4 separate regions of the Mus musculus genome follow, and regions 1, 3 and 4 are each linked to region 2. A link is a contact called in public ChIA-PET, Hi-C and promoter capture Hi-C data. All regions are on one chromosome and are shown on one strand. The core of a region is the stretch at or near the end of the contact, and the rest is flanking DNA. Distances in the headings are between cores, read along the strand shown. Region 1 overlaps Kcnk3 (potassium channel, subfamily K, member 3). Region 2 overlaps Fam166c (family with sequence similarity 166, member C). Region 3 overlaps Cenpa (centromere protein A). Region 4 holds the start of Selenoi (selenoprotein I).

Region 1 (6,200 bases), core at 314-2,813, 130 kb after region 2:
TCACAAATGGAAGCTTTGATCTTGTGAGTGGGTGGCTGAACAGAGAAACTACTAAAAGACGTTCAGGACAGTGAAAAATGCCAGGGTAAGAACCAGGAATGAAAAGGGATGACACAAAGCTAGTGCTAGCCAAGCTGAGGACAGACCTCAGCCTCCTGCCCTCCAGCTCCACACACTCAGCTCCACCCGAGATGGGGCCATGGGTCCACCTGGGGGCCAGTTAGGCCAAGGGTAGGAAGCAGGCAGGCAGGCAGGCAGGCTAACACACTCCTGGCGCCAGTGGGGAGCAGGTGGCCAAGACCAGCCTATTATCAAGAGCTTAGAATTCTGCTTCAAGTAGAAGGAGCCAGGCCACTGGGAGAAGAGACCAGGAGGGAGAGGGGGAGGGGAAGACACACCCTCTCCATGCCCCCCTAGATCTCTGAAAGCCAGAGCTACAACCAGTGGTTGAGTTCCTGACACCAGGCAGAGACGAGGATAGAGGCCTGAGGCTTTCAATACTGTTGTTTAGTTCCTTGCTATCCTAAAATATTTATGCTGATAATTAACATTTATGTCCAGCCACAGCTTCCTCCACTGAATTTTTAAAAGAGATTTTTATTACATTTATTTATTTAGAGAGAGTATGTATGTGTTAGTGTGTGTGTGTGTGTGTGTGTGTGACTGTGTCTCTGTGTGTCTGTGTGCATCTGTGACTATGTCTGTGTCTGTGTGTGTGTCTGTGTTTGTGTGTGTGACTGTATCTGTGTCTGTGTGTGTATGTCTGTGTGACTGCACATATATTCTGTGGTATATTGTGGAGGTCAGAGGAACTTGTGGAATCTCCTAGGAATTAAATCAGGCCATCAGGCTAGGCATCAAATGCCTTTACCCAGTGAGCTATCTTGCTGGTCCTGGTGGCTTCTGTGCCCAGACCCATCTCCTATCTAAGTCACTTCCTATGAAGAGTCGATAGCTCTGACTGAATGAGTAGGTGGAGCTTTGGCCACACCTGAACTGTTAGGCAGCAGCCAGGGGACTGGTTTCATTATCTAAAATCCTTGGCTTTAACCTTGTCGTGTTGTTACCACCTCTAGGCATTGAGCAAGCCTCTCTGCTCCTCAGTGACTTATCTGTAAAACCCCAAGACTAGACCAAATGATTAGTAAGAACCTCTGTCTTCCCGTGGTGGATTCAGGATGGGAGATGGAAAGGGACAGCCCTAGTGAGTGTTCAGGGAGGCAGCCGCCAGAGTCTATGCTCAAGATAGGAGTTCTGGCTGTTTGGTCTAACAGGTACTAGGAGAGGGTACCCAAAAAGAATCAGCCTCAGAGAGCAGCCCCTGCGTGCGTGCGCTGGTACCCAGAGGGACTAGCAGAGCCCCGCCCCCAACCAGAGACTTGAAGAGGCAGCAATTGGTAGTTCTTTTTACCTTTTCCCTTGCAAAGCCAAACTAGGCACACTGCTGCCCCACTGCAGGGGGACAGGGTTGGCCAAACTCCCGGTGACTTCCCAGAAGTCCCGGGTCCCCTGGGACGGACTCCACCCTAGCTGGCAGCCATCCAAGCTAGGCACCCACGTCAGCAGGTCCTCATGGCTTCTTTGCCCTTTCGTCCAGTGACAGTAAGACAAAGGGATAGGCTCGCTCACCCTCAGCCCCAAGATGAAAAAAGTCTGTCTCCAGGGCGGCTCCCCTGTCCTACTGATATCTCAGCTGGCTCAAGATAGTGCCTGCAGCTGAGGCTTCATGCGCTTCTCTCTGGGCCTCAGTTTCCCCTCCTGACATGGCCCTGGCATGAATACAGAGTGAGAAATGCCTAGGGGCCATAGCCAACTCAAAGGACGTCTCCACTCCAGCCGCAAAACAGTCAGGCACAAATCAAAGAGTGACCGGGGGATGTTCATGAGGGCAAAGTTAAAAGTTTATTCTAAGGGTAAAAGTTTTGATTAGTGAGCCTGGCTGTGGTAGGGAGTGAGGGCCAGTCTGGCCATCTGCCCCACAAAGGTCAAGCACTGTCTCTGGCCCTGGTAGGGGCCTGGGTCAGGTCTGGATGAGTCACTCGATTTGAGAATTACCAAGTTGGGGGTGTACTTGTGGCTAAATGTGGGTGCTGAGCACTGCCCCCCTCAGGGGTGGGAGCTGAGCAGGAGCAGAAGGAGGGGGAAAACCCTGCGGAGAAGGTAAAGGGGCTTCTGGATGTCAGGTGAGGGGCCAGGGCAGCACCTGAGGGCCCAGCCAGCAGGGCCGAGCAGGAGAGCTGTTTTGTAGGCAGCCTATCCAGGCAAAGGAAGCCAGGCAGGAGGGCACTGGGTTTTCCTGAAGGGCATTATTCTTTAATGGAACCCAGAGCAAGCTGGTGAGAGGTAGACAGGTGCTTTGGAAGGGTTCCTTCCTCTTCGGGGTGGCTATAGATGGCTACACATACACACACATGCACACACACACACCACACACGCACACGCACACAGGAACCTGTGTTTTCAGATGATTTTCCAAGGGCCTCTCACAGTTGAATACTCCAAAGATTCCAGAAAGCTTCCCCAAGCCATTTGTCTCCTTTACTTCCTGAGGAAGATCGGGACAAGCGCTAGGGCATGGAATAACAGCTTTAGGTCATGGGCCTGGACCCCAAGTACAGACAAGGCAAAGGAGCCCAGAGACAGACAGCAATTTGCCCAGGGTTACACAGCTGGAGCCATAACCATGCTGTGCCCTCTGTGTAGAGCTCTGCCCCTAGTGTCATATCCAGAGAGGAGTCAGGGGTCCATATACTGTGTGGTGCTGGTCTGAGGGACAGGAAAGGACAGGATGAGACACTGTGCTAGCTGGTAGCATGCCCAGCTGTCGAGGTGAGTTGTGGATGGCTGTGGGACCCAGCTGGTATGCACAATCTGTTCTCGCCCTATTGGGGTGCAGTGAAGCCAGGCACCATGGCTCAACTGTACAGCCCCTGGCAGAAGGGGCACAACCACTGGATAGATGCCACAGTGGGGCAGGGAAGCCATTTTATGGACAGTCTTGAAGCCTTTACCCCTGCCCCAAACATCTGTTTCCAGGCCTCTCTGAGCTTTAGAATCCTAAGGACCGGCCCTAGGCTGTCAGAGGTGGCTCCACTGGAATGCAGTTACTCCCAAGCTGGGCGATCTCTTGGAAACGTGAGAGTGTTCTGCCACCTCCTTCATTATTAATCAGCGTGCTATTGTGGGGCATTTGAGATATACCAGGCTCTAGGCTAAGTGCATCAATACATTATTTCATTTATTCCTCCAAAGCCCTTGCTGCAGATGATATATTAGCCCCATTTTACAGATGTAAAAAGTAAGGCTCAAAAATGTCTTATGTAGATGGGAGAATTTGAACTCAGATCAGGCAATGCTCACAATATCCTGGTCTGTAATATAATCATGATGTGTATATTAGGACTCCCTTTGAAGGTAGAAGTTAGAGGGGGCCATTACAGGCTTGCCAGGGCTCCCCCCCCCCAAAGTTAATGTTTAGCTTTATGTAGTTGGGAGACCTGGAGTTCATAAATAAGCCTTCTCAGAACTTCCCAAATAAAGCACTAATAACTTTCAGCTAGGAGGAATCCAGGAAGACTACCTGGAAGAAGCAGTGTTTGGTTGAGATTTCCTAAGACCCAGAAAAGAAAAGATACTTGGAAATTCTGCCTACATTCTTTCATTCTCATAATTCTCTTAATAAAAACTGAAGTGTTTATGCTCACTGGTCTAAGTGGGAGAAGCACGTGACCAGAACAGATTTCATTTTCAAGTAGACACGATCAAAGAGAAAGAGTCATTTGTTCGAGGTCACAACACCACTAGGGATAAGGCCAGAGCTTGTGCCCAAAGCTTCTGGTTCTCATCCAAGACCCTTCCTGACTCCTCACCCCCCACCACCCCCCACTGCCCCCCACCGTCCCTCACCGCCCCAGACCGCCAGGAAGATTTTGCTGCAGTTTCTGTTTTGAGAAGGGTTTGTAGCTCAGACCATCTCTCCAACTCTCACTCTCTCCTGCCTCAGTTTCCCACACGCTGCGGTTACAGGCATGCGCCACTCTACCCAGCTCAAGGCAGAAACTTTGATAGTCACTTGATGTGCAGAGGGGCAGGTCTGACTCTGCTTGGCTCCCAGATGGGAAGAGTATAAGCACAAATGTGGAGGATGGAGGCAGAAGAGGAGCAGGATAATGACACACTCGTGCACACGTGCACACGTGCTCACACACACATGCACACATATGCATGCACACACATGGGTATGTGCACACACATACACACACGGGCATACTCACACATGCGCACGCGCACAGGCACCCTCATGCACACATACATACACACACGTGCGCTCACACACATATGCACACATGGGTGCACGCACGCACGCGCGCGCGCGCACACACACAGACATTCGCACACAGGCACACACTCAGAGTCTACTTTTGAACCAAATCCCTAAGAAGACCCCAGTCTTAGACAAGGTGGAATCCCCCCGAGCACTTATTAATTCAGCTGTAGGGATAAGGTTGGGCCATTGCTAGGCCAACCACTCAGGGAAATTGCAAGCTGCCAGTGGTCACCGCACCACCACCAATAAGCTTTGGCTGCAGCAGAGACACCATCAAGAGGCCTTGTGTGCCTCAGTTTCCGTCCCTCCGCACTGAATCATCATGTCACAAGCCATTCCATCCAATTACCTGCCCTCATAGTCACGGGCACTGAGGCCCACAGAGGACAGAGAGCATGGCAGAGCCCACAGGTATTACACAGAAAGCCAACTCTCAACTGACTACCTGACATTCACACACATACATTATCTCCTGCCTACTGACAAGCCTTCCAGCAGAACCAGGAGCCAGCTCCTCCCAAGAGGCATGAGACACTCAAGTTTTCAAGAAAGCAGATTCAAGTTCAAACTCGGATTGCTAAACTTCCAGGCAATGTGACCTGGAAAAGTCTAAGCCTTCTGGAATCATCATCCCAGTACTTCGTGTTACAAACTAAAGGTTAGCCCGAAGCGCTGGACATGGGTGTGCCCACGTATGGAAAAGCAGACTCAATAGCTAGGGCCGGAGGCGTCAGACATGGTGGTGCAAGCCGGTTACCCTAGGACTTAGAAGGTGGAGGCAGAAAGAGCAATGTAGTGAGTTCAAAGCCAGCCTAGTCTACAAATTCAGACATCCAGGCTAGCCATGGCTACATATCTAAACCCTAGCAAAGAAAGAAGTGGGGAAATGGAGGAAAAGCCAAGTCCAAAACCTGCAAAGTGGGGAGGGAAGGGGATGGGCAGAGGAGGAGGGACCCCTGCCAGACCAGCCCCACAGCCTGTGCTTTCTCTCTTCTCCCCGGATCTCTACAGGCTATGGTCATGCGGCGCCCAGCACGGACGGAGGCAAGGTGTTCTGCATGTTCTACGCGCTGCTGGGCATCCCGCTCACACTAGTCATGTTCCAGAGCCTGGGTGAACGCATCAACACCTTCGTGAGGTACCTGCTGCACCGTGCCAAGAGGGGGCTGGGCATGCGGCACGCCGAGGTGTCCATGGCCAACATGGTGCTCATCGGTTTCGTGTCGTGCATCAGCACGCTGTGCATCGGCGCAGCTGCCTTCTCCTACTACGAGCGCTGGACTTTCTTCCAGGCCTATTACTACTGCTTCATCACCCTCACCACCATCGGCTTCGGCGACTATGTGGCGCTGCAGAAGGACCAGGCGCTGCAGACGCAGCCGCAGTATGTGGCCTTCAGCTTCGTGTACATCCTCACGGGCCTCACGGTCATCGGCGCCTTCCTCAACCTCGTGGTGCTGCGATTCATGACCATGAACGCCGAGGACGAGAAGCGTGATGCGGAGCACCGCGCCCTGCTCACGCACAACGGCCAGGCTGTCGGCCTGGGTGGCCTGAGCTGCCTGAGCGGTAGCCTGGGCGACGGCGTGCGTCCCCGCGACCCAGTCACATGCGCTGCGGCCGCGGGAGGCGTGGGCGTGGGCGTCGGTGGCAGCGGCTTCCGCAACGTCTATGCCGAGGTGCTGCACTTCCAGTCCATGTGCTCGTGCCTCTGGTACAAGAGCCGCGAGAAGCTGCAGTACTCCATCCCCATGATCATCCCGCGGGACCTCTCCACGTCCGACACCTGCGTGGAGCACAGCCACTCGTCGCCGGGAGGCGGCGGCCGCTACAGCGACACGCCCTCACACCCCTGCCTGTGCAGCGGGACGCA
Region 2 (6,119 bases), core at 2,541-5,040:
AGCTGCTCAGTGTTCTTTCTTATAAGATCCAGGACCACCTACCAAAGATAGTAACAAACACAATGACCTGCTCACTCCCACATCAGTTAGTTAGCAACCAAGGAAATGTCCCCACAGGTTTGCCTACAGGACAGACATTTCCTCAATGGAGGTTCCCTTTTCCCAAATGACTCTAGCATGTATCAAGTTGACATAAAACTAGCCAGCACGGGAGACTTGCTTACCTCCTACATGAAGGAAAAGGCTGAAAACAAACCCCAAGAGAAATCATACACAAAGGCCCCCCCGAAGTTCCCTTGTACCCACTAATCCTCCACAGCCCCCATCCCTCTAAGAGTGCACCCCACTGTACCAGACTGTCCACGATGGAGAGATGAAGCTGGGGGAACCCAGCCATGCCCCTAGTGCTTTTGATTCTCTGATTTAGCATGCCCACCTGCTGCCCACCTGTGGGAATGAGGTATCGTTTCCCTCTAGGCTCCGGGAGCCCTAGTCCTTGCAGCATCCTCTCTCACAAATACCTTCCCATCCAGGTAGGAAAGACACAGATACTGCCTGGTGTCAGTGCTGGGAACTTGTCCTGAGTGAGGGTAGTTCCCCCGGGACAGGATGAGTAGATGGTCTCAGACTCTGAGAAACCATGGGGTCACATCAGTGTGTCAGTGGGAGGCTTGCTCCCCAGGCTGACACAACTGATACACCTGCTCCAGGAGTGAAGGAGAAGCAGAGCTTAGAGCAGAGCACGCTTGCGTGGACATGGGTGTGCTTAGAGCACGCTTGCGTGGACAGTGTTTAGGTGTGCAGATGCTAAACTGGAATTCCAGACTTCTTAGCAGCCTGGTCTCGTTTACTCTCTGCATCAAAACTGCTGTGTGATGATGTCACTATCCCCAATAGATGGAGGAACGGATTTCACCAGGAACACTGGGGTGGGGGTGGGGCTGCCGCACCCCTGGCCAGCTGTATCTTGGAACAGGTGGTACAGCAACAACCTGCTGTGTGTTCTTTGCCGAGCTGTAGACAGTCCAGCAGCAGCGGAAGTATTACCAAGACAAGACTGGCATTCTGTCCCGTGTTCCTTACTTTGTACTTCCTGTGAAGGAGCCGGACCGGTACCCCCTACCCACCGACCTGTGAGTGTCCCTCTCCTCCTCTCTGCGGTCAACAAACACACATCCACAGGGCATCTCCTCTTCCTCCAGCCCTGGAGCCATGACCCTGAGAAACAGTTAACACAGCCAGTGGTGCCTGCTATTGCAGAGTCCCAGATCCAGCAGCTCTTTTTTGGGGGGTGGGGGGCAGGATGCCAGAAACCCTCATGGGAGGATCAGGAAGTATTTTCCTGACCAGATACATACTCCATAGCCTTTGCTTGTGGGAACTTGACTGCTACTTCCTCTGCAAAGGCCCTTCTCAAAGCTGCACCAGTCCAAACCAGTCCAAACAGCTGCTGCCCTCTGGTGGATGAATGGGACACTACGTGGACAAGGGACAGGTCATCAGCTTGCCACCCATATCCTGTTGTCGTCGTCCCGTCCCCCCCCCCCCCACCTTCTATGGAACCCAGTCTAGGGTATGCTGGGATCCTAGTCTTGCACCAGGGACATGAGATTATCTTAAAAGTCTAACTAGCCAGGTTTTAAAAAGTAAGAAACGCCTTACAGCCCGGCTCTGGTGTCTTGAGAGAGCCCCTCGCCCGCCCCCAGGGAAGACCTTCCCTCCCTCCTGCCACCAAAGCACAGGTTTCGCAAGTTTACTCCCAGGGGCCTTATGGCTGGGAGTGGTAGGGAGGTGACCTAGAGACCAACTCGAAGCCTGTTCCTCTCCCCACTTTTGCAACCCACCTGTGTCTGTCTGGGAGGGGTGTGGACTTGGGAGGTCAGTGGACACATTTGGGTTTCTAACCTTTAACCCCTGCTTGCCTCAAGAGTCCCAGCCTCAGCATCCAGATGTAGATACAGCAGCTGCTCCCACAGAGTTTGGTACACTTTGCCGACACTGTCTTAGTACCTCTAAAAGTGCCTCTCTGTAAGACAGATGGGTCTGGCACATAAGAAAGTAAACTGAGTCCAGCGCAGACCTCAGGAGCTTGGGCGGGTTACCTGATGGTTGAAGACCCCGTCTGGGAAGAGACCTATGTTTGTTGTGGGTCAGCTCAGCCTTTGGGTTGCCTGTGTCTCTCTTGAGCCAGTTCTGAGCCAGTGAGTCCCTTGAAACTGAGCCTTTCCTGGGGACAGGTCTCTGATATCTTGCCATGTATGCCCCCTCTTGAATCTTCAGGTCCTTGTATCTCTTTCTTCTCCAAATTATCCAGTAGTCTGCACTGCTGACCGTGCCATGCCCGATACAGATAGCGTATCTTAAGTGGCTGGGGACGGTCGGCGATCAACTCTGTATCCTGGGGAGTCTCTAGCCTTTCTGAGTTACAGCACCACCATCACCACCACCATCACCTTCACCATCATCACCACCACCATCTCTACCACAGCAGCAGTCAGCATCTCCCATAACGGCTGAGTTTCTCCTCACCTTGCACTAAGTGCTTTACACAAAGAGCTTCATTTACTCCTCAGAACAAGAGGATAACAAGAGGGCAACAGTAGCAGCAGTTCACTGTCACATGGGTTTGTTTCCAGCAGGAGGCAGGGCCAGAATCCAGGTCACTTTTCTCCCGAGTCCTTGTTCACTCGGCAGATGTCACGCTGCCAATGGCTGCAGGGCCACAAAGCTATAGTGAGCACAAGGGTTATGGTGAACATTCCTCCCGCTCCTCGGGGCGCACTGCCTGACGCTGGCCCATCCTTACCCTCAGGCCTCCTCTGAGTGAGAAGAGTAAGTGGAACCTACTAAGATTATCCCCTGACTACAAGAGGACCTACCAGACCTTCCCATCAGGGAAGAGAGTTTCCTCTCAAGAGCGCCAAAGGCGGGACCTTTACTTCGAGTTCAGAGCCTGAAACCAGGTGGTTGACCCCAGGGAACCTTGGCCTGACCAGGCTGGCTTGCTTGTAATAAAATCTTCAGCCACAACCATCCCGTGTGCCTCTCAGTTGGATCTTGTCACCATGCGTGAAGGTGCCCTGAGCACTGGGGAGAGCTAAGCCGGAGAAATCCGAACCAAGAAGCTGTGCCCAGCCACTGTGGGCCATCCAGATGTGCCCAGGTCGAGGCAGGTGGGACTGGGGGATGACTAAGGCCAGGCTCATAAGGCTACCCAGGTGTCGGGCCACTCGGGGACCGAGACCTCCTGCCTGCTTTCACTAGTATAACTGAGAACACACAGCAGTGGCTAGGGTGGGTGGCATGACCCCCAAACAGTTCCCTCAGTGTTGTTACTCAGCTGACTCCCATTTCTCATTACGGAGTCTGGGACCTCGGCCCTACCTCTGGGATGCTGAGAAAGTTGCCCAAGCACACATAGTAAGGAATTAGCACAGACAGGATTTGAACCGGGTCTTTTGGGCTCCTCAGTCCTGGTTTCTCAAATACCACACGCTCATGTGGAAACAGAGGGGGTCTTAGTGATCCCAGGGGCCCTGTGGCGTGGCAGGGAGTGGGGGTGACTTGTACTCAGCTCTGACTGGACAGAGCTGGCTGATTAGGTCTTTATACATACTTGAGCTTATTTCTTGGAGGAGTGAGCTGGGACTAAACTACTCTCAGCGACATGACCTCAGGGAGTGGGTGCCAAGGTAGCAACAAGCTTTGGCAACCTTCGAGGGTCAAAGTATGCTCTCCCAACATGGCTGCTCCAGGGAAACTTTGATAGGGCAGAGGGTAGGGCACAAAGTCCCATAGACCGTTCTGGGAGGAGATCACAGCTGAGGAATGTGTCACACCATTGGGCTCCCCCAACGTTCCACCCATCTGGATTAGATCAAGCAGATTCTGTCAAGTAATGAGTCTCTATTTCAACTGAACAGGGGAGTCAAGACCTAAAGACAGGATTCAAGTGCACACTGTAGCAAAAACAACTCTTCCTTGTAATCAGACCTATCCCCTCCCTCAGATGCATATAGACAAGAAAATCCACACGCACAGCAGATAGCCATCTGGCAGCTCCCACAAGTTCCCATGATGAACTTCTCCTGTGTCCCAGAGTCTCTAGACAGCTGGACCCTAAAGTGTCCCCAGAGTGGCCAAACTCATTACAGGGCTTGGCTGAATGGCAAAGCAAATAGGCCTTAAATGCTGGTCACACATGGTCCCATCCCCAGGGTCCAAGGGTGGCAAGCAGGGCCAAGATGTCTTCTCCATGGAAGGAAGCCAGGCAAGCCAGACGCCAGCTGGAATGACAGCTATGTGTGCATCCTGATCATGGGTGGGTTCCAGAGGAGGGAAGGACGAATATTTCCCTTCTGAACTTTGTTCCATTTGGCTTAGTCTTCTCCTCTGTCGTGGGTCGAGGTTTGAACTCTGTCCTCAAAAAGGTTGCCATGCCCGCTTGCCGGGAGTTGTTGGCAAACCTGAGCCCTAGAAGAAACACCAACTCCCTATGTAGGACCTTCAGAAAGCAGTGGGTCTGGATGGGGGAAACACATATTTACTTAGCAAACAGTACTCTAGAGGTGAAGGATGGACAGAGCTGAGTCATAATTCAAATCAGATTCTACAGTGCCTGGATGCAGGGGGTGTCCAGTAGTCTTCATTGAAGCTGCCGAACCAGCCGATGACCTCCACATCAGCAGCCCCAGAAGTGAATCCGAAAAGAGCTGAAAGAGAGTCCCAGAGCCATCTGAGGTCCCCCACCTTGCCCTATCATGGCCTTTTCTGTAGGCAGTGGTCCCAGCTGGTTCAAACAGTCCTCTCTCTCTCTCTCTCTCTCTCTCTCTCTCTCTGTGTGTGTGTGTGTGTGTGTGTGTGTACATGTGTTCATGAGTGTCAATGAGGGTGCATGTACACATATGCACACGTGTGGAGACCAGAGAGCAGCCCAGGTGTGGCTCCTTAGGAGTCATTTACCTTGTTTCTGGTTTTGTTTGTTTTCAGACAAAGTCTCTTGCTGGGACCAGGGAGCCCAGGGGCCCTCCTGCTCAGCATCCCTAGCCTTGCTATTGCTAGTTTACACCACCACACCCAGCTTCTAATATGGACACTAGGGGTCAAACTCGGGTCCTCATGATTGCATAGCAAGGAGTTTAAGTTCTTTCCCCAATTCCTAAACTTTCTTTAAGCTTCTATTAGCATCACCAGAACACAAAGGGTTTCTGAATTTTTGGGTGGCCAGTGGAAAAAAACAGGAATGATTCAGACAGAGGTGCAGGGCAGGTAGATTCCAGCAGCTGTGTTGTGTGGGGCCATTGTGGAGGAAGAGGGGTTTCCTTTAATGAAGGTGATTCGAGCATGGCATCTCTAGGTTCTGCCCTAGCCCCATCCCTGGAACCTAGAGATGTCGTGTCCATCAAGGTGGTTGGAAGAAGTGTGGCCTGACCCAGTCAGAATCCCTGGGAATTCAGAATTGAGCTGGGACATTACTTTAAGAGTCACTGAAGTTAAATCAAACAGACACAAACTGTTGGGAGTCCATGACACATGATAGGCCATGTCTGGCAACCCAGAGGTTGCTGGTGTGCAGTGGAAGTAAGTGTGTAGGAGAAGAGAGAATGGGGCGGGGGGAGGGGGGTCGGGTCAGAAAGACGGAGAAGCAGGTCAGGAAGAGGGAGGGAGGGAGACAGGAATGTGTAGCTATCTTGGCTCCTGCCAAGGTTCCTGGTAGACTTGGCTCTGTCCTTTTTTGAGTTGGTTTGTAAAATTTTCAAAAGCCATCTTCCTTTTTCACCATCAAACTCATCTATTCTATGAGGCAAGGGGCAGCGTTAGGGGCAAGCGCGAAAGGCATGTGTCACCAGATGCCAACTTGGCATACATACGAAAGGCCTCTTCGGTCATGATGAGGATCATCTCTAGAGATGATGTACTCATTCTGAATTGGAAGGAACTAGAAAACTGGTAAATATGGCCTTGGAAATGCAGAGAGCCAGTCATCTGGAAGAAGTCTGGAGCATAGATCGCTAAGATCCCTTCTGCTCTCCAGTGGAACCATTTGTTTCTCTTGTCATCTCCCAGTATATCTGGGCTATGTTCAGGTCATATCTGAAGGCCAGTATGAGAGACAGACG
Region 3 (5,446 bases), core at 1,469-3,968, 190 kb after region 2:
TGAATTTGGGGTGTGTCAGGTTTTGAGAAGAAAATTTTTATATTTTTCATTTTTTTTAAGATTTTTTATTATGTAAATACACTCTGACTGTCTTCAGACATTCCAGAAGAGGACGTCAGATCTCATTACGAATGGTTGTGAGCCACCATGTGGTTGCTGGGATTTGAACTCGGGACCTTTGGAAGAGCAGTCAGTTTTCTTACCTGCTGAACCATCTCACCAGCCCCCATATTTTTCATTTTAAGTAGTCTAATATCAGTTAAGTTTCTTCTTCAACATTTTAGAGAGTTAGAAGTGTGTTTTCTGTCTGTGTTGTGGGGGATTGAACCCATGGCTTCGTGCATGTTAGCAAGCACATCACGGCAGAGCCACAGCTCCAGAGCAAAATGGTTTGGTTTGGTTTTTAATTTTGTATTTTTGTTTTCTAATGAGAATTTGAATTTTTACCAAACCTTGTGGCTTCACCATCCACATTCCAGACAGTAGCACTGAGTTACACCCTTTCCAAGGTCCCAACTTGGTCTCTAATGAATGCTAGCCAACTGTTTCCACTTCCCAAGGCTCCAGGGTAATCAAGACAAGGGATTTGTACTAGATACTCCTAATTCCTTCCAGCTAATGAGAAGAAAGACAAGGACCTAAAAACTGAAATTGCTAACTTTCCAGTCTGGTGGGAAGGACATGAGATCCATGAATCCTGTGGGCCCTGACAGGTTGGGTCTGTAGGGATGGAACTGCAGTCTGGGAAAGGCTTTGTGGAAGGTAATGTACAAACCCCAAAGCTCAGAGCAAATTCATTTCCCAGGCATTTCTTAAGCCCCTGTCAGCTTGCTCTGAGGATGTAGTTCCATGCTGAAGTCTGTTGCCTTCGTGGGAAGGTTTGTGTCTGCTGTGCTGCCACATACTTCCACTGCCTCTGCCTTCATGACCTACCTCTTCTGCTCAGGCTCTCAGACACTGCGCAGAAGACAGAAATTCATGTGGCTTAAGGAAATCAAGACCCTGCAGAAGAGCACAGACCTCTTGTTCAGGAAGAAGCCTTTCAGCATGGTTGTAAGTTCTAGAGGCCTTTACTCAGTCCTGGGCCACCTTTTCTATAATTCTCCCAAATGTGCAGGATGCTTGTGCATCTCACTGATGTGGCTGGAGGTTGTCTCCAACCCTCTGAGTCACTGCACACCCTCAGTTTTTATGATACTGATTTCTTCTCCTTACCCCTGACTATAATAGAACCTCTCACCCGGTTTACCTCCCTACCCTGAGGTTGCCTTGTTTCCTCACCACCCGTAAGCCATGCCAGTTCCTAAGCTCCTGGGAGTCCGTGCCTACTGAGCCAGGCCCTGAGGTCAAGGGCCAAGACATAATGGTAGACATGGATGCATTAGATACTTGAGAAAGTCCCTCGTCCACTTTTCAGTCACTGTTCTGTGGCTCTCTGCTCATCCCCGTCCCACTCCTCCACAGGTTAGAGAAATATGTGAGAAGTTCAGCCGTGGTGTGGATTTTTGGTGGCAAGCCCAGGCCTTGTTGGCCCTTCAGGAGGTAAGAAGGGGCAGAGATGAGTGAAGGCAGAAAGGAAGTACACCCCAGAGCTCCACAGGAGCTTATGGCCTACCACAGGCTGTGTCTGGCCTCCTGAAAAGAACAGCCAATGTGTAACACGTGAGGGTGTGGAAGCGGGTCTGATGGGTGGCTCCTGGATCCACCTTGTTCTTTGCTTCAGTCCTTTGAGTCTGTCTGTCCCCTCAGCCACGTCAGTGTTCTCTTCTGCCCAGGCAGCAGAAGCTTTCCTCATCCACCTCTTTGAGGACGCCTACCTCCTCTCCTTACATGCTGGTCGGGTCACGCTTTTCCCCAAAGACATTCAGTTGACCAGGAGAATCCGAGGCTTCGAGGGCGGACTCCCCTAAGCTGCCAGTGGAATGTGTAAGTCCTCCCTGATCCTCAGAGTGCTGCTTGTGGCTGGGAAAAGACTGCTCTGAAGGAGGAGTGGCAGCCATGCCCATCCTTAGTCCCTCGCCCTCTCACCTGTGCTCCCTAAGGAAGGCCTGAGCCCTGTCCCTTTGTGCAGTATTAAGATAAGAGTGGAGCTTCACGCTTGTAAGCCAACACTCGGGAAGCCCAAGACCAATGTGAGCATCTCACGCGTGCGGATGGGTGCCTGCCAGCACTATAGACTGAGATCTTTTTAAAAACAAGTGAACGGATGAGTTGTGCTCCGTATTTCTGATGGTACTTCTTACCATTTTACAAAGCCTAGACCCCCCTGCCCCACCCCTCCATCGCCACTTTAGTAAGGGTCTTATTATGTAATTCTGGCTGTCTTGGAACTGTATAGAGCAAGGTGGCCTCAGACTCACAAAAATCTCCTCCCTCTGCCTCCCGAGTGCTGGGATTAAAGTTGTGTGCCACTATGCCCAGCTTTGGGTCCTCGAATTTTAAGAAGAAGGGGGTGTTTGTTTGTTTGTTTGTTTGTTTTTAAATGCCTTGTTAGTAAATAATGATTCCTAAATTTCACAGACATTACCTGGAAGCTTTTGGAGTTGCAGCTTGACAGTGGTGTCGGAGGAGCTGGCTGGGTTTTGCTGTTTTTAAATACTGGCTACACGGTGCCCTTAAAACTGTCTCTGAAGGAGAAGACTGTGGCCTTCCCCCGACACAGAGGTCTGCCCACTCGCTCCCATGGACTCGAGTGTTTGCAGACCAAAGGTCAATTTGGTTTGTGAATTGCTCAGCCCTATGGCTGAAGGTTTCAGACACCCGATACCTGCCATGGTATGGTTATTTCACTCTTACTGCTCTGTTTGCATCTTTTACTATTAGTTTTTGTACTTTTATTTAAAATATAAGGAAGAAAAACCTGAATAAAGCGCTTGAATCTGTTGTATGTGAGCCGTGGCAGTCCCGCCATATAAATGCCTGCCTTCCAGAGTGACCTCATCCTGTCATCCATGTTTGTCTGTCAGTCAGCAAACATGCAGCTCTTCTTTAAAACCTAAGTAGAATTACATACAAAATCTTTTCTTCTCTTCAAGACTGGGGCTCGAATTCAAAGATTTGTACATGCCAAGCATGGACTATAATGCTGAACTACATCCACAGCCTGAAGTAGATGTCTTTCTGGTTCCTACCAGTGAATTCCTATCAAAAACGTCCAGAGTCTCTTATCTTTAGCTCTAAATCATATAAAATGTCTCATATCAGTCTGGAATTTTAAAATGTGTTTTCAGAATTTTTACAGATTAATTTTAGCTTATTTGGGGAGAAATAATAAAAAATAAATAAAAATAAAAATAATTCCTTAATGAAAGAATTGAAGTAAAGTTACTGTAATAGATGTTCATGCTTTTTTAGTAAATATTAAGCTCATCATTTTATACCCTTTGAAGCAGTTATAACGGAAACAAGAGAAGTGAGATGTGCAGATTTCCCACTGATGAAAGGAACACACAGAAAACCTGCCCTCTGTACTCTCGATAAGAGCAATGTAAGAGGTTTGCAGTAACGGGACACGCCACCTCCTGGCTTGAGGTGCTGTGGTGAGACCGCAGTGAGCACAAACTCCTGATGAAGACATGGCTGCTGACTGAACCGCTCCATAAACTTACCCTTTACAAACACTTACCGACGGATCAGATACATGCAGAGGGTCAAATACAGCTCGTCTGTGGTGATCTTAGAATTCTTTTCAAGTGCCAAGCAGGACCAGTGTTCTCAGGACTGCAGTGTTTATATGAGAATAAGTGTTTTACGTCCTGGTAACTAATAGCATGTAATGTGTAATGTTATGGTTTACCAGCATATGGTTTTAACAGCATACGTGAGGTTCCTTACTTAGTCAGACAATCTCTGGTGTTTCCAGGATCCACTGTCTCCCAGTATGGGATACATCGATCTTTCCAGTATGGGACACAACCTGATGCCATCATATCCGGCTTATTCTGTGGATCCTGGGGATGAGACAGGTCCTTGTGAGCACTTTAACAACAGAGCCAGCCCTCAGCCCAGTGCTGTTGAGCTTGTGTGTGGTCTGAGATATCCCTCACTGCACATGTATAGAGAGCGTTGCAGATACCTGGGCTTGGATGGCACAACTGGAGGGCTTTGTGGGCTGTAGTCTGGCCTTCCTTCCCAGTTGATAACCATGCTGCAGTCATTAGCTGCTTCTGTCCCTCGTCTTCCCTACTGTGACACTTGTTATCTCCTGAAGCGAGAGTCCAAATAAGCACCCCTTCCCTTAAGCTGCTTCTGCTGAGCATATGGTCACAGAGTTAAGTTAGCTAATATAAACCCTAATTCTCATTCATTAGCTTGTTTGAGATGAGGTCCTGCTATGTAACCAGTTTGTTCTTGAACTTGTTTCTGCCTCTGCCTCCCAGGTGCCCGAATTGGGTGCGGCACCCACGGCCTGGTTTCTGCCTTTCTCTGCTAGAAATCTCATCCTTTCCTAACCTTCCCATTAAGTTTATTTCTGTTTTCACATTTTTAATATCCAAGGCCTTTTTCTTATTTTTTGACTTTCTTTTTTTAATACATAAAATGCCAGTCACACTTAACTCAGTAAAACAAACCACTATCGCTGCTAAAATCAAAGAGGTATTGATGGAGAAGACAAAGAGATCAGGGAGCCTCTGCTGCCACAAACCCACCCTCATGGTGGCTCTGTAGGAATGAATCACGGTCCCCACCGTCATAACACTGACCTGGCTGTCTCCTCACACTGAGCAGAGGGCCATGCCTGTCAGCTGCTGCCCCTCAAAAGCACTGCCGAAGTAGGAAAGAGAGAGATCTTCCCTGCTCCTCTTACTCTCCAGGTCCTTCCCAGAACCTAAGCAGAAGCAGCCACACGGGAGTCTGAGAATGCCCCTGGCCAAGCTTCTAGCCTCCTTTGTTAGAAGAGTGGGTAGGGACCAAGCCAAAAGAATCAAGTAGCTCTTGTCGTATGAGTGCAATGGCACTTTACGTCTGTGATTTTCTGTTTTTGTTTTTCTATGTAGTAACTTTGCTCCAAGTTACTCCCTCGACACCCTTTAGGTGTTGTAGTCTCTTTAAAGATCTCCTTTCGCAGCTAACTTCATTTGCTTGAGGATGGAGACAAAAGCTAATTAAGAGGTATGAGCATGTGGCTGGGACTTGTCGAGTTTGAGCTTTCCTAGAGAAGGCTCAGATAAACATTTTAGAGGCCCTCATGTCCCTTCAGGATAAAGACATGCCCAGAGGGGGCCTAAGGCCTAGGTGGGTTTAAGAACTGATGCCCATATGCAAAACCTCTGCACAAACCTCCAACATGCCCATGCCTGGCTTTGGCCTCCTTGCATCCAGAGGCCCCTCTAATAACTGTAAGGGGGCATTGAGGAAAGGCAGCTGTGTAGTGAGTGGTAAGAGGAACTTGTAAGGGTTTGATTGTTTGCTAGTGACCCTGCAGCCAGTCCTGCCCAGCTCCCAG
Region 4 (5,890 bases), core at 2,137-4,636, 250 kb before region 2:
GAGTATAGGCTCCTTCTCCTAGAGACCTCCGCTAATTGATCTTTTTTTTTTTCTTTTTTCTTTTCCTTCCTTCTAATCTCTCCCCAGGTATTCTTACCTGACCTAAACTTTTCCTCGGGTTCAAGACCCTTGGAAAGGCCTGTATACTTATTTTGTGAACCATATTTCCTCTTTGCTCCTACTCTCTCTCCCCGCTTTACTTCTGATAGATTGCCCTGAATTTCATCCAGAATTTTTAGCCCTACCTTAATCACTTGATAACATGTGAAAAAGAACAAAAAGGCTCCTAACACTAGAAAAAGTTCAAGGCCAAACATACCTTGTAAAGCTATTTCCCACTTTACTTCTGATAGACTGTCTTGAATTTCGTTAGAAAGTTTAAGACCAGACTTACCTTGTAAAGCTGTACTCACTGGTACCCCTGTTCCCCAGCTGAAGAGTTCTGAATTCATGCAGTTGAATCCTTCTCAACAGTCTGTTTTATGGGAACACTTCATTACCATGACCCGCAGTTCTGGTTCTGGAATGAGGGATCTTCCTTGCGCCGGTGATGGTTAACTCCCGTCCCGAGTTTTCTTGTCCTGGGTTTTTTCGTCCTGGGTTCTTTCTTCCCGGATTTCGGCACCAACTCTTACACGCGTTCACGCGACCGGCCAGGAAGAACGCAACAAACCAGAATCTTCTGCGGTAAAAACTTTATTATTTACATCTTCAGGAGCAAGAGTGCAAGAGCCCCCCAAAAGCAAAAACGAAACCCCGTCCCTCTTAAGGAGAGTTATCCTTCGCCTAGGACGTATCACTCCCTGATTGGCTGCAGCCCATGGCCGAGTTGTCGTCACGGGGAAGGCAGAGCACATGGGGTGGAGAACTACCCTTGGCACATGCGCAGATTATTTGTTTACCACTTAGAACACAGCTGTCAGCGCCATCTTGTAACGGCGAATGTGGGGGCGGCTTCCCACAAGAGACCTTAAGGTCTGGCAAGATGGCTTAAAGGGTAAAGGCACTTTGGTGCCAAGCCTGATAACATAAGTTAGATTCCCCACAACTCACAAGTTGGGAGGAGAAAATCAACTGTGGAAAACTGTCTTCTGATCCATCCATGCTCACTCTCCCCCACAAATACATGTTATTAATTAAAAAAAAAAACTGGGGCAAAGTGAAATTGAATTGTTGAAGATCCCTCAGATAACAAGTATAAGATGACAAAGGCCAGACAAAGTTCTGTATTATTTCTGTTTAAGATCTCAGGATTTATAATTGATTCTAAGTTTTAACAACCATCCACACAGGAGAGGCAGTGAACCGCAACTACTCGCTGTCACAAAATTTAAAGCTGTGGGGCTGGAGAGATGGCTCAGTAGTTAAGAGTGCTGACTGCTATGCAGAGAGGACCAGGGTTCCTCCTGAGCACCCACGTCCTGAAGCTCACAACCGCCTCTAACTCCAGCTCCAGGGACACGAGATGGCCCCGGTCTCCTCAGGCACCTATACTTACGTGCACATACTCACACACATAATTAAAGGTAACAAGAGTCCTTTAAAACATTCAAAATTGTTCTTTAAAAAAATATTTCCTAGATTGCCTTTGGGGCAGGAGGATCATGAGTTTAAGTCAACATTGGCTACAGTGATTCTTCTTACACCTCAGCTCTCCAGAAAGCTGGGATTGTAGGGGTCCACAGCCACACTCAGCTCTGGTAGGGTGGTAATGGGGAAGGGACTGGTAAGGGTGGGTGGGACTGGGAAGAGAGGAGGGAGGGGGGTTGTGAGCCGATGTAAAGTGGATAATAAATGTGTAGCTCATGTACTGTTATTAGTTTGCAGTTGTGTAAGTTTTTAAAAAATTACTTTTTATTTTACACGTATGGGTGTGTGTTTGCCTGCATCCTGTGCATGCAGTGTCCTTGAAGGCCACAGGAGGGCATCAGATTCGCTGGAACTGGAGCTACAGATGGGTGTGAGCCACCTCTGGGAGTTGAACTCAGGATCTCCAGAAGAGCAGTCATTACTCTTAACGGCTGAGCCATCTCTCCAGCCCTATCCTGTCACTTTTAAATGTTTTTCCACAAGTAGTTAAAGTATTTTAAGTATGGTTTGTATTTCAGATGGAATGGTGCAAGGCTCATATTAAAAAAAAATTGATGACAAGATTCTTTTTGTCATATTTATATTGACTAGAAAAACTACATAGCAAAGATTTTATGTTGGTTTAATGGACACTTTATATGCATCATCTCATTAAGAACTGTACATTTTAGAGGTGGGTGTGGTGGCTCACACTTGATATTGATAATATTGTCATGAATCTGAGGTTAGTCTGGGCTGAATAGTGAGTTCCAGGCTAGCTAGGAGCTGGTATGGGATCCTGTCTCAAAAAAGCCGGAAACTGTGCTTAGCATATCTTAGGTCCTGACAGCAATTTGTTAAGTGAATGACTCCAAGGAACTTAAGTGGAGATTTCAAATTAATTGCCCTCATTCCAGGGAACAAGGGAACTATTAGACTCACTGATAATCTGTTTCTAATAGGGCTATATTTCTAATTGGGCTAACCATTTCCAACCAAATAAGTGCTTCTGGATAGGCATTGTAATTTGAATTTCTTGCTGGTACTGGAGAATACACAACTCCGGACTGTGTGCTAAGGGAAATGGGGCAAATGCCTCTCATCTCAAAGTTAATGGGTTGGCGATGATGTATGCAAAATTCTCTGCACGTAAGGCACGCAATAAAAAGTAGCAATTATTAAACATTTCCTATTATTAGACACATATTAACCACTGGTGACGTGTTCTTTCTACAATGCACTGGGCCCTAGTTGTAAAATCACTCCTTGTAAACACAGGGCCCCGTCGAGATTGAGAGATCAATGGTTTTATGGGGGAATCGAGGAGACTTAAGCAATTGGAATTCGCACCGGCTGAACCAGTGGAATTTGACGAGGCAGTCCAAGGTTCACAAGCATCATGGATCAGAAGGGACTGATTTTCAAGTCCCTTTGGATTACTCGATGTTTCCCGTTCGCCCGACATCATCATTTCAGGATCCCGAAGCTCCAGGCGCTCACAGCCCGCTGTGGCACACACCTGCCTCCGCCCTTCCCCTCGAACGCCCCCGTACACACTCACCCGGGCCACAAGATTATGCGAGCATCCCACACAATCACTCGGGGTTCCTATAGCAGAGACAAGAGCAAAGGCTGCTGGGAAGTTGACCTTTCACTCCTCCTCTTACTTCAGTTCACCTATTTTGACTCTGGCAAATGAAGCGACGAAGACGGTAGGAGGGGCGGGACTTGGCGATGGCCATCCCGTGCCGATTGGATTGAGGCGGTGCTGGGGGCGGGCCGTGTAAGGGGCGGTGTCCCTACCCGCGGGAGCCGCGGGGCTGCGCTTGCGCACTGGGTGCGCTACGCGTGCGCGGTGGGCGGAGCGCGCCTCTACCTTCTTTACCAGCCCAGGCTTTCCTAGCTCTGCACAACGCCGTGTGCTGCTCCTGTTTCATTGCCCTGTCGCGCAGTGTCGCTGCCGCTGCGGAGTGGGCGTTCAGTTTTCGGGTCGTCATGGCTGGCTACGAATACGTGAGCCCAGAGCAGCTGTCGGGCTTTGACAAGTACAAGGTAGAGAAGGCGAGCAGGCGGTCGCCCATCTCCCCCGCGCCCGGGCCGCGCCCTGGCCGGCGAGGGGCCGGCGCGGTCCGTGTCACCTTGCGCCTGCCGCGTGGCGCGCCGGCGGGCGTTGTTGAAGGGGATTCTGGGGGCGGGAGGTCGCGGTCGGGAAGCTTGGGAGCATCCTAGGCCGGCCGCCCGGTCTTGGCACCCCGCGGGAGACTGCCTTTTCCTTAGAGAGTGGGGTGAAGAAATTCCTTTCTCTCCTTTTCCTTATTAATTGTCACTGCGGCGGGTTTTCAGCCTTTCCCAGAGAGGGTGTTGTTCCCTTCTTTTGGTCGTCGTTTGAATGAGCTTCTCACATGCCTCTCAGTGCTTACAACTTCAGAGATCTGGATGGTCTTTTAGCGGATGCTAAGGGAGGGAAGTGACTTTTTCAGGCCTTAATGCAGATGCACTCCACCCTACCCCTGGAAAAGGGCTTTCACTGAGGCTCGTAGCGCTGGCACTGCAGGTTAAGACGTTGTGCACTAGAAGAAACTGTATAGTGCAAAGAGCGCGCGGGCTTTGGAGTACATAGAAACGCGATGCCAAAGTCAAGTTTCTTCTTTTGGCTTTGGACGAGTCGTTGAAACCCTACTCAGCCTCTCTTTTAGGCTCTTTAGCCTAAGTGTGAGTTTCTCTTGTGCTTAGTATATTGGAAAGGGTTGAAAAGAGTCTGGCACGGCATGAACCCCCAAGAAATGCTGGTGGTTCCAGCATTCTGGGGTTGCAAAATACAGATTTAGTAGTCCCCCCAGGGAACTACTGGCCATCCAGGTGTCTTAATGTGAAATAATGAGGTTTGGTGTTTCATCTTTGGTAAGCCTTTCTTGAGGGCAATCTGTTCCTTTATGAAATTAGTGTGTGCCGAATAGAATGTCCAAATGATGAGGCTAGTCCTGTGGGTAGTAGTCATCCAGGAAACATTTGTGCAATGAATTAATATTTTGGGGGGAAAAATCTTCATTTTGTTTAACTGAAATAGAAAAAAAAAAACCCAGGGGCTTTAGAAGGCCCTAGGATATTCTTCTTTGAAGCAGTGTTGGACCATACTATTCTGAATTAAGGTGGTGACTTACCTTAAAACTGTAACTGGGAAGGAAGAAATTGCAGAGCTTTCTTAGTGGCTTGGGTCAGAAGGCTGTTAACCCAGATACCTCCTGTGTGTGTTTGCATCACCCTCTTGGTTATCTGTGCTGCACTGCAAAGATTGGCAGCCAAAATATTTTCTTCGAAAATGAGTCTTGACTTTTAGAGCAAGTTTTTATAAAGTGGCAGCTTTATTCAGTGAGCCTAGTTTTCCTCACCGTCTTCTCTAGGTTTATAGTCCCAGCTAGATAAAAGTCTTATTTTATCGGACATCTCGGTGTGGTTTTCTGTGGCTGTCCCTTCCTTATCTGACTCAGCTCCTGTGTTTGACAACCGGTTTCCTATCGTTCTGGAAAACAAAGGTCAGTTTTGCAATCGTCCCAGCAGTCACTAAAATGTTGATGTTATTCTAGTTACAGTGAGGCTTTTTTTGGAGGCGGGATCCAAAATCAATCACAAATGTATAACCTTAAATTCTAGTAGAAGGCTCTCTGCTGGATGCCATACCACATTCATTTTAAAAGAATGAAACAGAGGCATCCAAAGGGAAAGAAAAATCTGTGTGGTCAGTTTTGTTGGCACGTGAAATTGCACACAGAGATCCTTTCTTTCTCATTGCCTTCTCATTGTGTGGTCTTCAGAGAGTACATGCTTTATAACGGATTAAGACACCACCCCCAAGCATGCAATCAAAATACTTAAAGAGGTTTTAATCGGGTGTGACCTTTTATAACAGAGCAAAAAAATACAGAGAAAAGAAATGACACTCCTATACCAGCTGGTGGAAAAAATTACTTTTGAACCAGTTTAATTTTTCTATCTTTCCTAGAGGTACATTTGAGAGCTACACGTGGAAACCTGGCACTTGCATATAGTAGCTGCTGAGAGGGGTGCACACAGAGAGGTAATTAGGTTTCTGTAGTAAGAAAGAGGTGATTTCCAGTACAGAAGAAAGCCTGGGGTGGATTCAGTTTTATATACTCTCAATACGTACGTCTTCTGGTGAAGTGTCTAACACAGTCCTATTCAGTAGTTAGTTTAATAATTGCTGGTGGTGTGTTAGGACAGGAGCTCTAGGTGGGCAGGGCTGATAGCTGTCTCGTTCAACATGATCAGTGTCTCCACAGTATCTTGAGCTGAAGAGATGCCC

Evidence for each region. Promoter capture Hi-C pulls out the DNA fragments that hold promoters and counts their contacts. Hi-C and Micro-C count contacts between places; a contact is called where the count stands out from the background. ChIA-PET counts read pairs in DNA pulled down with a chosen protein or histone mark.
Region 1: a contact with region 2 is called in an ESRRG ChIA-PET map of liver, with 7 times the contacts expected there. The contact joins two enhancer-like sites. A contact is called at or near these places in 1 of 15 datasets of contacts at CTCF or cohesin (the NIH/3T3 cell line), 4 of 484 Hi-C or Micro-C datasets (embryonic heart, embryonic stem cells, liver and 1 more), 4 of 115 datasets of contacts at active chromatin or transcription factors (embryonic stem cells and liver) and 1 of 9 other capture datasets (liver).
Region 3: a contact with region 2 is called in a promoter capture Hi-C map of liver, with 2.2 times the contacts expected there. The contact joins two enhancer-like sites. A contact is called at or near these places in 5 of 39 promoter capture datasets (cranial neural crest, embryonic stem cells, liver and 1 more), 2 of 484 Hi-C or Micro-C datasets (the HL-1 cell line and embryonic stem cells), 7 of 115 datasets of contacts at active chromatin or transcription factors (the 230-238 cell line, embryonic stem cells, extraembryonic endoderm stem cells and 1 more) and 2 of 9 other capture datasets (adipose tissue and liver).
Region 4: a Hi-C map of liver shows a contact between it and region 2, with 4 times the contacts expected there. The contact joins the promoter of Selenoi here to the enhancer-like site in region 2. A contact is called at or near these places in 7 of 39 promoter capture datasets (the C10 cell line, the HPC-7 cell line, cranial neural crest and 3 more), 14 of 484 Hi-C or Micro-C datasets (3T3-L1-derived adipocytes, the C2C12 cell line, CD8 T cells and 8 more) and 11 of 115 datasets of contacts at active chromatin or transcription factors (the 230-238 cell line, T-cell acute lymphoblastic leukemia, bone marrow-derived macrophages and 6 more).

The regions. Positions count from the first base shown.
Region 1 is chr5:30,616,553-30,622,752 of GRCm38.p6, forward strand. Kcnk3 (potassium channel, subfamily K, member 3) reads left to right here. Exons shown (of 2, transcript NM_010608.2): 2 at 5,339-6,200. Among named protein-coding and RNA genes, the nearest start is that of Mir5625, 28 kb to the right of the region's middle. Within about 2 kb of position 1,564, at least 22 of the 459 cell types and tissues checked have an H3K27ac peak or open chromatin away from gene starts, as enhancers often do. A contact at or near this core is called in liver, where this site is marked.
Region 2 is chr5:30,481,056-30,487,174 of GRCm38.p6, forward strand. Fam166c (family with sequence similarity 166, member C) reads left to right here. Exons shown (of 4, transcript NM_029285.1): 3 at 1,021-1,133; 4 at 2,813-3,032. The coding sequence ends at 2,957. Cib4 (calcium and integrin binding family member 4) reads right to left here. Exons shown (of 7, transcript NM_028483.1): 7 at 4,529-4,712. The coding sequence ends at 4,682. Among named protein-coding and RNA genes, the nearest start is that of Fam166c, 18 kb to the left of the region's middle. Within about 2 kb of position 3,791, at least 5 of the 459 cell types and tissues checked have an H3K27ac peak or open chromatin away from gene starts, as enhancers often do. A contact at or near this core is called in liver, where this site is marked.
Region 3 is chr5:30,671,518-30,676,963 of GRCm38.p6, forward strand. Cenpa (centromere protein A) reads left to right here. Exons shown (of 5, transcript NM_007681.3): 2 at 947-1,053; 3 at 1,465-1,542; 4 at 1,776-1,926; 5 at 2,521-3,320. The coding sequence ends at 1,910. Among named protein-coding and RNA genes, the nearest start is that of Cenpa, 7.4 kb to the left of the region's middle. Within about 2 kb of position 2,719, at least 7 of the 459 cell types and tissues checked have an H3K27ac peak or open chromatin away from gene starts, as enhancers often do. A contact at or near this core is called in liver, where this site is marked.
Region 4 is chr5:30,229,195-30,235,084 of GRCm38.p6, forward strand. It overlaps Selenoi (selenoprotein I), which reads left to right and starts at 3,387. Exons shown (of 10, transcript NM_027652.3): 1 at 3,387-3,621. The coding sequence starts at 3,565.